2 separate regions of the Arachis hypogaea genome follow, and region 1 is linked to region 2. The links are chromatin contacts, called in public Hi-C maps. All regions are on one chromosome and are shown on one strand. Each heading gives the region's core, a stretch centred on a gene start, on an enhancer-like site or on the middle of the called end of the contact. The rest is flanking DNA. Distances are from core to core; before and after follow the strand shown. Region 1 overlaps LOC112751177 (probable sulfate transporter 3.5). Region 2 holds the start of LOC112751176.

Region 1 (4,964 bases), core at 825-3,324, 94 kb after region 2:
TAACAAGCCCAAGTGTTTTATTATTAACTTAGCTTTGAATGTCCAAATTAATTTGTGGCTGAAGCTAGTTGTTATAATGGGCCAAATTGATTTTATTATTACAAGCCCAATATCTATGTTAAGTGATCCAATGTTTGATCCAAAATCCATCATGAAAGCAAATGTTATCATTTGCCTTATGCTCTCCAACGGATTCCAACTTTCATTAAGGATGGATTTCAAATTTCATCTTGATAGCATTGGAAACATAAATGAGAGAAAGAAAATGAGTGACATGATTGATTTATTGTTGCAGCACGCCACTCAAGCAAGGGAAGTAAAAGCAACTTTTTCCACTCAAGTGTTTAACTTCATTTAATTACTTCTCATTCATTTGTGTCTTCTCTCTCATCTTTCCTTCTTCTCTTTCGGTCATTATCCAAGAAGCCATGGAAGCTACACCTACTCACCGAAAAGAAGATGGAGCACGTCTCAAGACCATCTCAATGATGGCAAGAAAACATAACAAAATAAAAGTATGCTGTGGCTGAGATATTCACCCAAAATAGTAAGATTTGGTGAGATAATCTCGAGCTCTTCATACTCAAAAAAGAAAGAAGAAGATTCGGCCAGCAAGGTAGAGATTCTTGGAGGCATGGCTTGTCTTTGATTCTGCTCAACCACCACAGGAAGTAGCTAGAGTGGCGAAGTGATGGAAGAGGCAGAGATTGAAGCAGATGAAGCCATCATCATCATGAAGCATCAAGGGCCAGAAATTCATCTTGGAGAGCAAGCCAAGGATGGAGCGCTCGGATTGATGAAGGGTGATGACCAAGGAAGGACTAAAGGTAATTGCATGTTGGGTTTTGCATGGTTATCTCTTCTCTCTCTGTGTGGCCGAACCGGATCTGTTTCTTGGAGAAGAAGTTGGCTTGATTTTTGGCTTCAAAAGTGGAGGCTTCCCTCTTCTATAAAAAGAGAGAACAGCCACTGTTTGGAGCAAGGAGTTAGAAGTAAGCAGTGAGAGTGCAAGGCACATGATTCTCAGAGCTACCTAAGCTTACAGATTTTCTTCTCCTTCAATATATTCTGTTTTGTATTTTTCTGTTTAATTTTGTCATGTCTTGAGTCTCATGGAAAAAGGCAAACAGTGAGGTTTGTATGAAAAAGCCATAGAGCGAAAAAAGGCAGAGAGTGCAAAATTAAAATAAAAAGCCATAGATGTCCTTAGAGTTCTTTTGTTCATCTATGTTGTGTTTCATGATTTTGTGGGAATCCCCTTGTAAGTTGGGTTAGCACTTTACAGATTGTAATCAGGAAGATTATAGTGAAATTTCATCATGTTTGTGATGGAGACTGGATGTAAGCTGCACTGCACTTAGCAGCTGAACCAGGATATATTTGGGTGTAATTTTCTCTCTTCTCTACTCCATTTCTGTTTTTACTGCACAGGAGTAAAAACAAAAAATATCTCGTGTAAAGTGACGAGACAAAAAGAAAAGTCTCGTGGCTAGGGACGAGACAAAAAAAAAAGTCTCGTGGCTAGTGACGAGATAAAAAGACAAAAGGTTTCCAAAGTTGGTTTCAAGAGTCAGCAAGTATTATCAAGCAAAAAGGGGCTAAGATTCAACCCCCTTCTCTTAGCCACTGATAACCATCAAATGTGATTGTGTTGATATATGAATAAAAGAGAATGAGGATGAATATTATAACATGAGTGTGTGATAAGGAAGAAGCATGGTTGATCAAGGAGAAAATTAGAGAGAAACCACCGAGAACAAAGAGTATTTATTAAAATTCAACATCTTATTATAAGTTCTATTCTTTTTTTTGGACATTAATGGTTATCTACGGTATTCAAAAACTAATCTGTTGCAGATTTAAATTCTATTTAAAGATTTGTCACTAGTTATTGAGTTACTATATGTACAAGACAGAATTCAACTCTTGACATTTATTTAAGTGGACGAGTAAATTGACTATTCGACCAATTCAATTATCAAACTTTATTTCTATTAATTGGGCTAAGCCCAATTATACTGCTCCCAGTCTATTTACCACTTTATATAGTATCTGCTTTTAAGAATGTAATCTAGTATTACCAAAAAAAAAAAGGATGTAATCTAGCGACATTTGTATATGCCTTGCTAGATAGTGCATCAGAGTTTAAATCATAGTTATAATTAGAAAGTGGTTATATGGAACCATGGAGAGAGAAGGGTATGTGTGTGTTAGGATGTATGACAAAAAAAAAAATTTATAACCAATTTGGATTGGTATAATGGTTAGCTCACTAGTTCGCTTAAATAAGTGTCAAGGATTGAATCTGTCTTTGTGCATGCAATAATCCGTTGGCCAGCAACAAACCCTTAAATAAGATTTTGATTTGCAACAAATTAGTAATTGACCTACCAAACTGAAATATCGTTGACAACAAAAACGAAAACTCATAATTTATAAATTTCAAATAAACCAAATCAATTAAAAAAAAAAACTCATATTAGGATTTTGGTATGGAATTTTTGTTTTCAAGAAAATGATACTGAAACTACAGTAGTGGGCTTCATGTTTTCCTGCTATAGGCCTTGTGGGCTCAAAGCTGAAAGGTAAGGATCGATTAATTGACTCTATGGGGATCTTGTTTGGACTAAGCCGTTGAACATATTATGGGCCTTTTGTTAGGCCTAATAAGAGAATAAATATTTATCCTTCAATAAAGTAGAAACAAATTCTGAAAAAAAATTGAAACAAATTGTGATTTCAACAAAAAGTCTAAAACCACTATAACGATCTTTAATGCCCAGAATTTTAATGCATCAACTACCAGGAAAAAAAAAAAAGCTTCAACGCCTGAAAATTTGAATTTGAAATTTAGTAATTTGCTGATTTTGATTGGTATCAATTCACTCGTCTAACTAAAAAACTATCATATTCGAATTATACTTTATGCATATAGTAATTTCAGATCCAAAACAAGTTGATTTTTGACTTGTAGAATAGGTTAGAGAGAGAAAAAAACATTGCTAACAAAATTATGTGACAATGTATGAATAAATTAAAGGTGGATATTTCACATTTCTTGACCCACAATATTGATACACCATTTGACAATCTAGACTACTCTAGTTATCAACTAGGTTGTTTTTCTCTAAAAATTTTTAATTGTACAAGCGATGAACATACACGAAGTTTGATCTCAACTACTTTAAACGAATTAAAACACATCATTATTTTATTTTCTATGCTCTAACCTCCTACTTAATTAATAACTTTTATTAGGCATGATGATCGGGTAATTGTTGATGAGTTGTGTCTTCATTAATATTATTGTTATTGGTCTTGAGTGAACGAAGTGAATATTGAGTTGCATTCACTGCATCATCCAAATTCAGATAGAATGAATCCTTCCCAACCTTGTCTACAAAATTGGATGCCACCAGCTTCTCCATAACCTCAAGTCTTGGGTTCACTATTAACATCTACAAAAAGAAAATAAATAAAAGTAAAAACATTATATATAGATATATATAATATGTTTTTTATTTTTTAATAAATCAAGTTGAAGGATCTAGCTATATAGATATATAGTCCAAGAAGTTTAATTCTATATTGTACCTGAATTCCATTCTTTTCCAATACTCTATAAGTCTCTAGCAATCCTTCGATACCAGTCATGTCAATTGATGTTACTCCTACATAAGCGTATAAAATCAGGAAATTAAGAATTATTACATGATATCTACGAGTATAATAATAATAACCATAAAAAAAGTATTTCTACAAAACATTGTTTTTTTATTTTTTACATATTTTAAAGATTCATTGTAAAAATCACTACGAGAGAGAAAGACACAAGATGATAAGTAATGAAATATAATAAAACTATAGGAAGAATTTTAAATATACTAAGAATACTAGTGTTTTAGTAATTTTAGTCGTTGATCTCAAGCATATTATTGAAATCAATAGCCAAAATTATTATAATAACATTATTCTTTGTATATTTGAAAATTTTTTAAAAGTATAATAGTGAATTCATTATCTTATATTTTTTTTGTATTATATGTGATTAGGTTAAAATTTATATGCTCTTATCTTTGTATAAATTAATAGTTAAAAATAATTAGATTATATTTAATTTAAAATATTATATTATTTAATAATTTTTAATTATTAATTTTATATAAAAATAGTTGTACGTGAATTTTTAATATATAATTACCATGGGTCAATAAAATAAGGATATATAAAAACTTAGGTCTTTTCATCAATCTTGTAAGGATAATAAATTTCCATATCTTAATTTACCTGAAAAATCAAGTATGATCTGCTCCACAACTCCATCAGAATCTTTTTCACTTCTAACGTACCTCATAATCCTAATGCAGATTTTAGAAATTTAGATTCAACATGGATGTATTATTGTAGGGGTGTGACAATTGATAAAAGTGTTGTGTTTGTAACACTCTTTTAGAACACTTTTCTATAAATATTTTTATTCTTGAATAATATAAAAGTAAACTTGATGAGAAAAAATAAATTTAATAAATATGCACCATTTCTTAAAAAAATGTATATTTTGAGCAATCATATATATTAAAATATAAATATATTAAAAATAATTTAAACAATATATATATTCATACACAAATATACAGTGATTGAGTTGGTGGATATTTTGGTGTGCATATAATATTTTTATATTTTACGATATTTAAAAAATAGTAAAACTATCATCTATTAATTAATAGTGTTACTGTTAATATAAAATTTACCTTTCTTTGACATAGAGAGCATTTGCAAAGTAAATGGGGGAACCAAGTTGAATAATCAAAACTCCTGGGTATGTTGTTGTAGGAGTGTATTGATCAACATCTCTATATGAACCTGAAGAGTCATCTAACTTTCCAAGCTTGCATGTGGCAGGCCTAGCCACATATAAGAGTGCTCTAAGAAGGCTCAGTACAATCTTCATTTCATATATG
Region 2 (4,968 bases), core at 1,068-3,567:
AAAATTAAAGCTATTAATAAATAAATGATTTAAAATTAACTCATAATAAGATTTTTCAAAAATTTTGGGTTTTACACGTTTAAAGCCATACAATCAGCATAAAATAGACTTCAGGTCATCTCCATGTGTTTTCATTGGGTATAGTTCAAAAATCAAGACACAAAGGATATAAATATCTCATGAGTCGGGTAAAGTTGTGATCGCACGAAATGTAGTGTTTTCAGAAACAAATTTTTCATTCAAAGATAAGGCTTCAGAGTTTTACCAACTAAATACCAACTAGCTAATCCTGTACCACTACAACCTGCTTCTTCTCAAATTCATTCTATACCTGTAGTTCCTAAACTTGTCTCAATAGTGCCTCCTACTCTCTCTGTGTCTCAATCTTTTTCTTCTTCAAATTCTACAATACAACCGCTTGCCCTTCCTCTTTTATCTATACCAATACCAATTTCAGACTTTGATATTGTCCTTCCTAATCAACCACAACCTTCTCACTCTACCACTCGAGTTCTACCTCTGAATTCTCACCCCATGATCACAAATGTCGTTAACTTTTGACATTAAATCTAACGGTATTCAGCGTCTTTCTTATAGTGAAGAAGCAATCTATAGTGACACGCTCGAGTACGAAGACAAAGTATCATAGTATGGCTGATCTAGTTACTGAACTTGTATGGATAAAGAATTTGCTAATTTAATTGTGTGCTCCACTTGTTGAGCCTCCTATGGTGTATTGTGACAATTTGAGCGATGTTCTTTTTGCTGCTAACCCAATTCTTTATTCCAAATCGAAGTACTTTGAGATGGATATGACAGTAAAGTGTGCGAAAAAGTAAGTAGAAGTTATACCCATACAAAACATGCATGCCCCAAAAGAAAAAAAGGATCTGGAAGCTAACTCAACAGAGTTTGTTAGAAATGATTAAACGGTCAGTATGTGCTAGTGTAACTGATTTCACGTAAAGTAAGAGTGTAGCAATGTCTATAAATAGTGAGAGATGTAATAAATGTAAAGCAACAAATTATATAATGAAATTTACTCTTCTTTCACACTTTTTTTTGTTATCTTTTTTTCTGATTCTAAAGTTTTTTTTATTCTCAATTTAAGTCTGATACCTTCACCTATTATAAGGCCAACAACTATTAGAATAGTCTTCATTATAACCATTTATCTTAGATGGATTTTTAAGGCAATTTGATTTGGACAACGCTTTTTTAAATGAAAATTTAGAAGAATAGGTCCTTATGAGTTGGCCCCAAGATATAATAATGGAAATATGAATCAGGTTTGTAGGTTGAGGAAGGCTTCATATGGACAAAAGCAAATTCCCAAAACCTATTTTAAACTCTTATAAGTAGGTACGGATGCAGAAATATTATCACAAGGGCCAATAATATATATATAATATTAAAAAATTATAAAAAAAATTATATAATGTAAGATGTATTACAAAAATATATCGATAGAGAATATATTTTAAAGTACAAAAAATATGTGTGTACTTTTTACTAACGAAGTAGTTAATTCTTTTTATCATAAAATTCATCGATAATAGAATTTGTGTCAAATTTTTAAGCAATTTTTTTTCAATATAATTAGAAGACAATTAGCAAAAAATTCATTTTTCATTTTGTTTCTGAGTTATTCTTCACAATATTCATAGCTGAAAAAAATCTCTCTGTTGTAGCAGTTGAAACAGAGAGAATTAATACCAAATGAATCAAGAAAGACGATCACAAGAAGAAAAAAATCTACTTTATGAGATTTAAAAAATGTTATTTAATTAAAAAATATTTGTAATAATATATTTTTCAAAATTTTTTAATATTGTTATTTATTTTTTAGATATTAAAAATGATTAATATTTAGATTGGACTTAACTTTTACTTTATACTAAATTAAATACTAAATATTTTTTTTTAAAATTAAATCATACTTAATACTTATTACTATTAACTTTTTTTTTTAAAGCTGGGGTCTGCTTATAAGAACATTGTAATCGTTTTGATTCTATAGCAAAAAATCTGATGTCTCTCTATTGATTAGACATAACTCAATCTCTACTTTTTTTTTATATTAATGATATTGGGGTGACATGCATGGAATAATTCATCAAAAATAGAAATTTTAATTGGTGAATTAAACAAAATATTTTTTTTGAAAAAAATCTTGGTAAGCTCAATTATTTTTTAAGCTTGGAATTTCACCATCTTTCTTAAGAGACATGGTGAATGCCAAATAATTATACGTTGTTGCACTACTGATCAAGTAGCTGATCTGGTAACAAAAGCATTATCTTTAACACTATTCATCAAGTTTAGACACAAAAAAAGTATGGATCAAAATTCCCTTCTAAGTTTGAGAGTGGAAATAAAGGTCATAGCAGTTAATTAGTTAGTTATATGATTTGTTATTATATAGCTAGTTAAGTGATGATGTTGAGCTATTAGAAAGTTGAATCAGTCAACAAGGATAGATTGAGATGTGTATATAAGCATGTGTTAATAATCTATATCGTGTCAATGATAATAATTATAACCCTGAAATATGAGAATTACTTCCTCTTCAAGAAACTCTTCTTTACATGGTTCTACCCTAATTTTGCTAATCTATTGCGCATACTACAATTTCTTCTTCTTGTTAAATTCAAGATTCAAGGTTTAACTTGAATCTTTACACCTCAAGCACTACAAGAGAAACGGGCAATTGTAGTGAAAAATTACCAGCGTTTCTTGGGAACGGCCACAAGTTCATTGAGTAGCTGCGGTTCTTGATGCCTTATTTGTTTCCGTCAAGGACTGCTCAAAATAAGGGCGGTTCTGTGTATCAACTGTCGCAGATAACATATTTGAGATTTATTTCATAGTCGAAATTGGGTGAAGTAAGAGCCATTAATCTTCGTTTTCAGGCAAACTAAAAGGGGCACAAAGGCGCCAATCATCAGTTTCAAGATCTTTGCCGCCGTATACCTTTCGTTCATCAGCTGCAGCCACTACATCCTTCCTCGTCACGGATCTGCTCAAGCTCCCGCATAGCTCCCGCGCGCGAAAGAAAGATGGAGAGACACGTCTGTTGTTCGTTCTTCCGCTGTGAACGTCCTGGTGTCGTCGTGTGGTTTCCCAACCGTCCTGGTTTGCTTTTTCTCCTTTTTTCTGTTGTTCCAATTTCATCTTTTGTCTTCGTACATTTGTTTCAATTTAATTATTTTACTTGTTGCTCGAATATCTTTGCACCAATTTATTTTAATTTTGCTTGTTTTCAATTTGTTTGCTTTTTTTATTCGAACCCTAATTTGATGAAATTTTTTCCCAATTTAGTGACTGATAATATTCTCAGCCTTTCTTCAACTCTGTCTTTTTGCATAATTTCTTCAGCTTGAGTCTCATGAAAAATTCTGTTACTATGCAATCTGATCTTGGTATCCATTTTTACTTTTTCTATTTGGTGATAAAGAATTTACTTCACTGTGTGGTTGAATAGAGTTAGTAGAATCCACTTCTATATTGCAAGAATATTGGTCAGATATCAAATATATGAATAGAAAAGTAGCATGTTTTATCCTGTTAATCTCATGGATGGCATTTTTTTATTGACTTATTATTTTCTATTATACACTACTCTTTAGATTCTTAAGTGGGCTAGGGAGCCTCAGTTCTCAAACTAGGTGAGTACAAGGTCTACATTTATCTTTTGTTTCATGTACTTCCCTCAATGCATGTCTTGTCTCTGAAGTGTATATGTTAATAATAATCTGTTTAATCCAACAAAGATTGGATATTTAGGCATCTTTTTGTTGAAAATCTCAACTATATAATAACATTTCATAGTTTGATTCCTCTCTTATTTAGTATATCATTATAATTACACTATTATTTATTTAATTGTGTTATTTTCAATCTCCTGTGACATAATTGTTTAGGCAGTAACCTAACCTGCAAGTTCTTTGACTGCCATTCCAGTGCCATCCTCTACATTGCAACCTCCTACTTTGTCCATGGGACAGTGAGTTCATGTTTATCTTTCTTTTCTTTCCAAGTTTCAGTGCAATGTAAAATCCTTTTTTTGAATTATCTTGTATAATTCTTTATTTCTTGTACTTTTGGTTTTCAGAGGAGTATCCAATCCTGAGCAAATTCCTGTTATGACTCCTGCTAGGTGAGTATCTGATCTTGGTATCCATTTTTACCTTTTCTATTTGGCGATAAAGAATTTACTTCACTGTGTGGTTGAATAGAGTTAGTAGAATCCACTTTTATATTGCAAGAATATTGGTCAGATATCAAATATATGAACAGAAAAGTAGCATATTTTATCCTATTAATCTCATGGATGGTATTTTCTTATTAACTTATTATTTTCTATTATACACTACTCTTTAGATTCTTAAGTGGGCTAGCTATAGGGAGCCTTAGTTGCTTCATCTACTTTCTCAAACCAGGTGAATACAAGGTCTACATTTCTCTTTTGTTTCATGTACTCCCCTCAATGCATGTCTTGTCTCTGAAGTGTATATGTTAATAATAATCTGTTTAATCCAACAAAGATTGGATATTTAGGCATCTTTTTGTTGAAAATCTCAACTACATAATAACATTCCATAGTTTGATTCCTCTCTTATTTAGTATATCATTATAATTACGCTATTATTTATTTAATTGTGTTATTTTCAATCTCCTATGACATAATTGTTTAGACAATAGCTCAACCTGCAAGATCTTTGACTGCCACTTCAGTGCCATCCTCTACAGTGCAACCTCCTACTTTGTCCATGGGACAGTGAGTTCATGTTTATCTTTTCTTTCTCTCTAAGTTTCAGTGCAATATAAAATTCTTTTTTTGAATCATCTTGTATAATTCTCTATTTCTTATACTTTTGGTTTTTAGAAGAGTATCCAATCTTGAGCAAATTCCTGTTATGACTCCTGCTAGGTAAGTATCTGACATTTATCTATCAAGGTTTAATT

The links. A called contact is a pair of places that touch in the nucleus more often than the background predicts.
Region 1: a Hi-C map of an unstated tissue shows a contact between it and region 2, with 6 times the contacts expected there. The contact joins the enhancer-like site here to the promoter of LOC112751176 in region 2. A contact is called at or near these places in 4 of 8 Hi-C or Micro-C datasets (leaf and an unstated tissue).

What each region holds. Positions count from the first base shown.
Region 1 is chr15:147,237,292-147,242,255 of arahy.Tifrunner.gnm2.J5K5, forward strand. It overlaps LOC112751177 (probable sulfate transporter 3.5), which reads right to left. Exons shown (of 12, transcript XM_025800232.3): 9 at 4,755-4,948; 10 at 4,288-4,358; 11 at 3,595-3,671; 12 at 3,031-3,458. The coding sequence ends at 3,255. Among protein-coding and RNA genes, the nearest start is that of LOC112751177, 11 kb to the right of the region's middle. Within about 2 kb of position 2,075, at least 2 of the 3 cell types and tissues checked have open chromatin away from gene starts, as enhancers often do.
Region 2 is chr15:147,142,778-147,147,745 of arahy.Tifrunner.gnm2.J5K5, forward strand. It overlaps LOC112751176, which reads left to right and starts at 2,318. Exons shown (of 8, transcript XM_072217182.1): 1 at 2,318-3,135; 2 at 3,630-3,668; 3 at 3,964-4,006; 4 at 4,115-4,159; 5 at 4,384-4,453; 6 at 4,698-4,780; 7 at 4,889-4,933. The coding sequence starts at 3,999.